2 separate regions of the Anas platyrhynchos genome follow, and region 2 is linked to region 1. A link is a contact called in public Hi-C data. All regions are on one chromosome and are shown on one strand. The core of a region is the stretch at or near the end of the contact, and the rest is flanking DNA. Distances in the headings are between cores, read along the strand shown. Region 1 has its middle 12 kb from the start of ATOH8. Region 2 holds the start of POLR1A (RNA polymerase I subunit A).

Region 1 (3,841 bases), core at 949-3,448:
TACTGGGGAGAGCCCAACAGAAAGGCACCAAAAGGGCCTGGAACACCTCTGCTATGAGGAGAGGCTGGGAGAGCTGGGGCTGCTCAGCCTGGAAAAGAGGAGGCACAGGGGGATCTCATCCATGTTTATATACATCTGAAGGGAGGCTGCAGCCAGGCTCTTTGCAGTGGTGCCCAGAGCCAGGCCCAGTGGCACTGGACACAACCTGGAGCACTGGAGGTTCCCTCTTACCATGAGGAAGCCTTTCTGTGCTTGGTTGGTGACCCTGCTTGGTAGGGGGGCTGGACAGGATGACGACCAGAGGTCCCTTCCAATCCCAACCACTCTGTGATTCTGATAAGCACCAGCCCTGCACAAGACTGGCAGGAAAATTCCTGCCATGTCCAACCCCTGTGGAAGAGACACAACAGGCAAAGTGATGGTCTTCACATTTTCTATTTTCTTTCACTGCTGACCCAAAACAAGCAAAATCCAACTGATTAGCAGAGCTCGTTAGCATCAGGATGAAAGGTCCAATAGGGACTGCAGACTCTTGGGAAATAAATTTTGATGCCTTGGGACTCAGAAAAATGATTTCCCAGGCATCATGTGCATAGCCCAGCCGGCTTTGTGACTTTTCCTCTTTCTTCATCAGTTCTTGGTTCTAGCACAAAGATGATTTTTAATGCCAAATCATTGTGCTTCTTCCCTCTTTATTTCAGGCCGCAGGCTCACCACATTCTGGACTGGATGCAACCCATCTGGTTTCACTAATACTTCTAATATAATATTTATAACTAGCTAAGGGCTGATCATATGACGGGTGTAATCAATAAGTCGTGTGCCAATTGTGGTTATTCTACACCTCAAGCCATTTTTCTGTATTTTGGCGTTCGGAGTCTGTTGGAGTATTTACATGTTTGTTGTTACTGTTCCTTTCCACCTTTGCAAACAGGCATTGAAGACAGCTTTCCTGAGCCTCAGTAATTGAGAAAAAAGGCACAACACTTTGTTTCCACCCAAAAAAGGAAATGAGATGAGAGAATCAACCAAAAGCTCTGCTTGCCAGATACCACTTGCCACCATCTTTGGCTTTGCTGAAGGAACTTGTGCTTAGGGAAGTTGTTCAATCTAAACAAAATTGTCTTTTCAACAAGTTTGTCCTTTGCTTCGCCAGAAGGCTTATCCAACAGGAACCAAAACCAGGTCTGACAGTTTTAGCTCACCCATAGCCAGCTGTGGCAGCCCAACTTCAAATTCAATGGGCACAGGACATTTCCTGGCAGATCATCGGGCAGCAGGGAGAAAAGACCACCTATATCGAAGGGGTAGGACCCATTGCTTGCAGAGATCTCCTTCTTGTTTTCTCTGCCCTTCTCAATCTACATGGCTACAGTGGGCTCAAGGGGGAAAGAATGACTTGGTAGATGCTCAGATAAAGCAAGAGGTCCCTCCAGAAAGGGACACTATCAGGTAACTTCAAGACACTTTGGTTGAAGCACTTCTGAGAGGGGAAAAAAATAAAAAAAAAATAAATAAAAAGGAGAGGAGAGGAGAGGAGAGGAGAGGAGAGGAGAGGAGAGGAGAGGAGAGGAGAGGAGAGGAGAGGAGAGGAGAGGAGAGGAGAGGAGAGGAGAGGAGAGGAGAGGAGAGGAGAGGAGAGGAGAGGAGAGGAGAGGAGAGGAGAGGAGAGGAGAGGAGAGGAGAGGAGAGGAGAGGAGAGGAGAGGAGAGGAGAGGAGAGGAGAGGAGAGGAGAGGAGAGGAGAGGAGAGGAAAAGAAAAGAAAAGAAAAGAAAAGAAAAGAAAAGAAAAGAAAAGAAAAGAAAAGAAAAGAAAAGAAAAGAAAAGAAAAGAAAAGAAAAGAAAAGAAAAGAAAAGAAAAGAAAAGAAAAGAAAAGAAAAGAAAAGAAAAGAAAAGAAAAGAAAAGAAAAGAAAAGAAACCTTTTAGCTTCATTTTGAAGAGTTAAAAACCAAGGTTTTACCTTGGTGTAAAAGCACTGGAGTTGCACCAGGCTGGGATTTGGCCCCATGTGGCTGCATGGAGGCAGAAGAGTGAACTCTCCCTTTCCACGGGTGCTTATAGCTGGCCACAGCCTGAGAGCAGATGATTTAATGATTCATTCTGGCAAGCAGGGAAGCATGACTTCAGGTTTGAGCTTCCCACATCGCTTCTACCAGCTCCCCCTGGAGAGCCAGCACGTCGGTGGCCAAGAGGATTGCACGTTGCAGAGCCAAGCGGTGCTGCCTGTGGAGCCCTCGAGCAAGAGCACCACAGAGGGTCCCTCCATGACACCACCGTGCGGGAACTCAGAAGAGAAGCAGAGGCTGTGTGGCAGCCCCAGGAGCACAAATTAAAACATCTCCTTGTGCTGAGGCTTTCAGTGGTGACAACTGCTACCTTGTGAGTCAGTGCATTCAGAGCAGCCCAGCACTAACAGGATTAACAAGCTCTTCACTGCTTGGATCGCTTCACGGTGGGAAGATCCAAAATCAACTGATGGAAAAAGGATAATTCCTCCTGCGGAGGGAGCAAGTTGTTTGTGGAACCAAATGATCAAACAATGAATCTGAGTGCTGCAAGACGTCCGTATGTGGAAACATGCACCCAAATTCTGCTGAGTGCTTGGGCCCACAGTGCCATTGCGTGGTTGGGACCCCACACCCACACTCAGGCACAGCATTGTGAGACACTCAGGGTTTTGAGAGGGTCAAGGTTTGAGTTGAGGGTGGGAGAGGTGACAGGAGAAAGGAGCGACGTTCTCTCAGGCACTTCTCACCTGTTCAACCTCAAGGCTGGAGGCTCAGCTCGTCACGAGCTCACACTGTTGAAGCAATGCTAAGTCCTGAAGAGCACCAGCTCTGCTTCACCTGAAGCGTCACAAATAAGGTATCCATGCCCAAAACCATACAAGGACATGCAAAATCTTTCTTTTCTTTGCAGAGCTGGGTTTCTCCTTCCCCACAGACACTGCAAGGCCTTGTGCCTTGTGCAAACCCCTGTCTCCAAGGAGGAAGATACGCTCAAATTCTCCCAGTACCAAGCTTGCCAAACTCATTTTCTCATTCATCTATCTCTCATGGGGTTTGGCGCTGAAGAGGAAGAACTGGCTGAGCACCAGCACCCAGCAGATGGCTAGAGTTTGTGATAGATGAAGCAGCAAGTCTCCACCGTCAAGCCTGAGAGTCATTCAGTGAGCCTAGCTCAGGCCATATCTCAGCCACGTGCCATGGGCTGCACTATAAAGTTAGGGTCCTGCCTGCGCAAGGCATCCTGATTTAGGGTGTGTTGATCATCTCAGGTTGGTACTTGTGCTCAGGGATGGGCAGACACCAGAATGCCATGTTCCTTTGGGAACGAACTAACTTGCCAGAACCAGGCACCAAAAGTAGCCATGCTCAGCAGACCAGGGAGGTGACATTCGTGTGGCCCCAGAAAGGGATACAGCTGTCACCTGAGGCAATATTCCTTCCCCGTTCACATAACCTGGTATGTGGGGGTCTACTTCTTAGGAAAGAGGAATGTTCAAAGAGACCTCATGAGTGCAAATGGTTTATGCTAAAGGCAGTCATGCGTTTAATGTGTGTGCATACTTTCAACTCTGAGAAGCTTTAGGACCCTGTCAGAAATTGTTATGAAAAGTTTCATACATGTTGTGTTTTCCTTTTGTCTTTCCCATGGCAAGGAGCTAAGCCATTTGACAGGCATGAGTGAAAATTATCTAGCCAGGACCCGACTAAGGGGTTCCAGTGTTCACACAGAGCTTGACACTTCAAAATGACATTGATCGGGCTCTTCTCCATCTGGAAGAGTGAATGAACTACAGCTGGTCTGAAAAGAGAAAAAAAAAAAAAAAAAAAAA
Region 2 (3,544 bases), core at 325-2,824, 170 kb after region 1:
AGCAGTAAGTGAACCACAGCTCGAGTACATGTCAGCATGTGACAGTTCAAACAAGAACCTCGAATTAGAAGGTATAATTTCTGGGAAGAAAAGAGGAAAAAGTTATCCTAGTAGATATATTAGCTCACACACACATTGTCACTCAGCACATTGCTGGAGAGGTTGTTGAGTCTCATCCATACTGGCACAGTTTTCTGGAATAAGTTATTTGGAATAAGGGGACCTAAAGGGACAAATATACAAATGTTGCTATTCTGAGCTCAACCATGTCCTAAATGTCTAGGAAGCACTTTGAGATTCTAAGGTAAAAGAAGGTAGCTGTTCATCTAAGTTTGCAGTAGCAATTCAAAGAGAACAAGTACTAGTTGTTACTGTGCCATCTATTTAATTAAGCCATGAGACCCTGCAGTTGGTGATATAGTTTTGTGATCAACACTCCCCCCATGTTGCTTATCGATAGCGCACAAAATAATAGCTACAGCAAAGTACATATTTTGCAAAAGTCTACGAAGTCTATTTTCATTGAACTATCATGACACAACAAAGCTTTTCGACTACATTTACTGGTTATTAAATAGAACTACAGCTAAAATAAGAGAAAAAGCAGATTTTAGTACCTTTTCTGTTTTTAAGGACTACAAATTACCACAGCTTGAACACCGTCAGCCATTTCACCTGCGAGACAATAATTAAGCACACTTACATCAAAAAACAGAGGGTTGTAGACAGTCAGAGGCAGCTCTATGTGGCCAAAATGACCCGGGCAGTTGCTGAAGTTCTGCATGCAAGTTGCACAGGCTTCTTTGGAATCTGGAGGTCCCAGCGCCAGATCGTACAGCCCGTTGACGGACGGATTGCCCACATTATCCAGGTACTGAGGATCTGTTATGGCTTTCACGCTCAGCTTCCTGGAGATGAAAGAAAAGGTCAAAAATCAGCTGGAGCCAACAGCCAAGCCGCATAGACTTGAATATGACCAGCAGCATTGACATTTAGCACCTGGGTGACTATTTTAGTGATAAAAACACATTTTTAAGAGCATGGTGGACACACAACAGGGATTTATGTATGGTTAACCACATTGTCTGGGTACAGTTGCTCATAAAACAGTAAATATTAATTTTAGATCTTTATTAATAACCTTTACTCGCCGCCTCCTGGCTCCCACAGCCCCACAGGGAGCCCAGAGGGAACCCAGGGGGAACCCATGGGCCACCATCACTGAGGGCCAACTCGCACCGGGACTACAACTCCCAGCATGCCTCACGGCCTTACCCCATAGAGCCCAGCCGGCACTCCCGCGCAAAGCACCCTGGGAGTTGTAGTCCGCCATCCACATGCAAACCTCTTCAGGGCACGGCGGGGGGGCGGGGAGGGAGGAAGGAACAAACCCGCCTCGGCTGCTCACCTGATCTCCTCAGCCGTGTACATCCCGAAGGACACCCTGGCGAACCGCCACCACGGCACCACCTTGGGCGGCCTCATGGCGAAGGGGCGAGCTGCTTTCCCCCGGCCGCTGCGCCACGGGCGGAACCACGCGGGAAAAGAACGGAGGGGGGGGACGGGAAGGGGCGAGGCGGTGCCGGGACGTACCACGGCTGAGGGGAGGCGGCGGGGGCAGGGCTGGCGTCCCCTCCCCGCCTCGGCAGTGGTACGGCCCCGCCGCCCAGGAGGCGCTGCGCGCTGAGGGGGCCGGCATGGCGGCCGGGCGGCTGGCGGCGGGCTCCTGGCGGCAGGCGGTGGCGCTGGGCAGGCGGAGGGGCTACCGGTAAGGGCTGGGCGGCCGGTAAAGGGCGAGCCCTCGGCGGGGTGGGGGGAAAGGGGCTGGGGGTAGTGGGGCCGTGAGGAAGAAGCCCCTGAGGGGACGGAGGGAGGGGGGGGGGGGAGTGAGGCGGGAAACGCCGCGCATGCGCCCTGGGGGTGGGTCCGCGCCGCTGGGCTCTGCGCATGCGCGGCCTCGGGGATGCCCCTGAGGGGGCTTTGGGGGGGGAGGGGGGGGGTTCTGTGAGGGGAGTCTGACAGGTTTGGGGGGTTTCGAGGATCTTTTTCGTTTCCTGAGGGGGGTTGAGGTGGTAAAGTGGTTCTTAGTGCTGGAAAAGGGGCAGCTCCAGTGGGAAGGGGTCTTGAGCCAACTATACCACCTGTTTGGGGGCCAAATTTTGAGATGGGGGAGCCATAAACGGTCATATCAACGTGTGGATTGATAAGGGGCTAAGGGGCAGTTCCAGCTGTTCATGGCGCTTCAAAGCACAAAAACACCCTAACAGTGTCCCCTTTAGGGTCAAGGTCAGCATTAAAGGCCGTTTCCCTGTCAGAGTTTCAATAAGGCTTTAGTGTTGGAATGTTCCATGAGGGGTGGAAAAAGTACCTTAATGTAAGGCTTTTTTTACGTTAAAAGCAGTAAAGCCTGAACAGATGTAAGAAGGCATTATGTCAAACTCTGACCCACGTGCAAGCACATAAAGAACAAGTTAATACAAATATGTCTTCTGCAGCCCTGGGTATAAAATTAGCTCTGCAGCCCTGCCGGGGCTGCGCAGCTGGAAGTAAACAGGTCTGCTTTCACTACCTCCCATCTCATGGTATTCCACTCGTATAAAAGCATATAAAAGCACCGTGCTTGTCTAGAGTGCTTAAGGAAAGGTCCTGCTTTCAGCAAGGTCCCACCTCTAAAACATAGACTGGCTTTTCTAATTTCCATGCAGGATTTCCTTTCTAAGATGCAATAATTTGAGAAAACTACTTTAAAGCCATGATACCCCCCCAAAACAATCATAAAATTTATCCAATGCAATTTTATTTGCATATCCTCTTGTCTCCAGAAATTAGTGCCACAAGAGAAACATCAAATGTGAGTTTTATAACAGTCGTTTGGGGTTACTAACAATACAACATTTCCAGTTATATTTTCCTCATTAACGTTTTAATTAACTTTGACTCGTAGTCCAGAATCTCATTAATCTGTTTTTGTTATATTAGCGTGACTGCTATACACTGAAAACTGTTTGGTTTATAGGTGCTCTTCCAGCAGTACAGCTCAGAAGGCTGCGGAAAACATAGAAGGTATGGTTGTACTTCAATTACTTGTTTCTTCCCTTTTTTTTTTAATTTTCACACCATATACTCTGTCATGAGATAAAGAAGACACTAAGCACCCTCTTTCCCTTTATTACTTTCTCTTTCCCCTCATCTTCATTGTGAAGAGGTTTCCTGGCTTAATTTGTTTGATTACCCTTACCACCAGCCAGCTCTGATCAGAGAGCATGAACTGAATTGTTCACTTCCATCAGCTGTCCAGCTGCTCCTTGAAACAGAATAAAATTGATAGTGACAACATCCAATAGCAAGGAGATTTTCACCTTAATCCTCAGAGTTTTCTTCTCCACATTCTGTACCATATTGCTGCTACAGGCTGTGGGAGAGGAGCACCTCTGCAGTGCTTCTGGAGGTTGTAATCAGGACTTCCTGCATCTTCCTTTGTGAATGAGTTTGCTATAGGGCTTTGCTCACTACCTCTAGATTCTTTTGGCACTGTCTTTTTATC

The links. Hi-C and Micro-C count contacts between places; a contact is called where the count stands out from the background.
Region 2: a contact with region 1 is called in a Hi-C map of subcutaneous adipose tissue, with 1.9 times the contacts expected there. The contact joins the promoter of POLR1A here to the enhancer-like site in region 1. A contact is called at or near these places in 2 of 8 Hi-C or Micro-C datasets (liver and subcutaneous adipose tissue).

What each region holds. Positions count from the first base shown.
Region 1 is chr4:73,574,108-73,577,948 of IASCAAS_PekinDuck_T2T, forward strand. No RefSeq gene overlaps it. Among named protein-coding and RNA genes, the nearest start is that of ATOH8, 12 kb to the right of the region's middle. Within about 2 kb of position 2,199, at least 2 of the 8 cell types and tissues checked have an H3K27ac peak or open chromatin away from gene starts, as enhancers often do. A contact at or near this core is called in subcutaneous adipose tissue, where this site is marked.
Region 2 is chr4:73,747,520-73,751,063 of IASCAAS_PekinDuck_T2T, forward strand. POLR1A (RNA polymerase I subunit A) reads right to left here and starts at 1,575. Exons shown (of 34, transcript XM_027455734.3): 1 at 1,409-1,575; 2 at 704-908; 3 at 1-80. The coding sequence starts at 1,485. It overlaps PTCD3 (pentatricopeptide repeat domain 3), which reads left to right and starts at 1,623. Exons shown (of 24, transcript XM_072037871.1): 1 at 1,623-1,768; 2 at 3,017-3,063. The coding sequence starts at 1,698.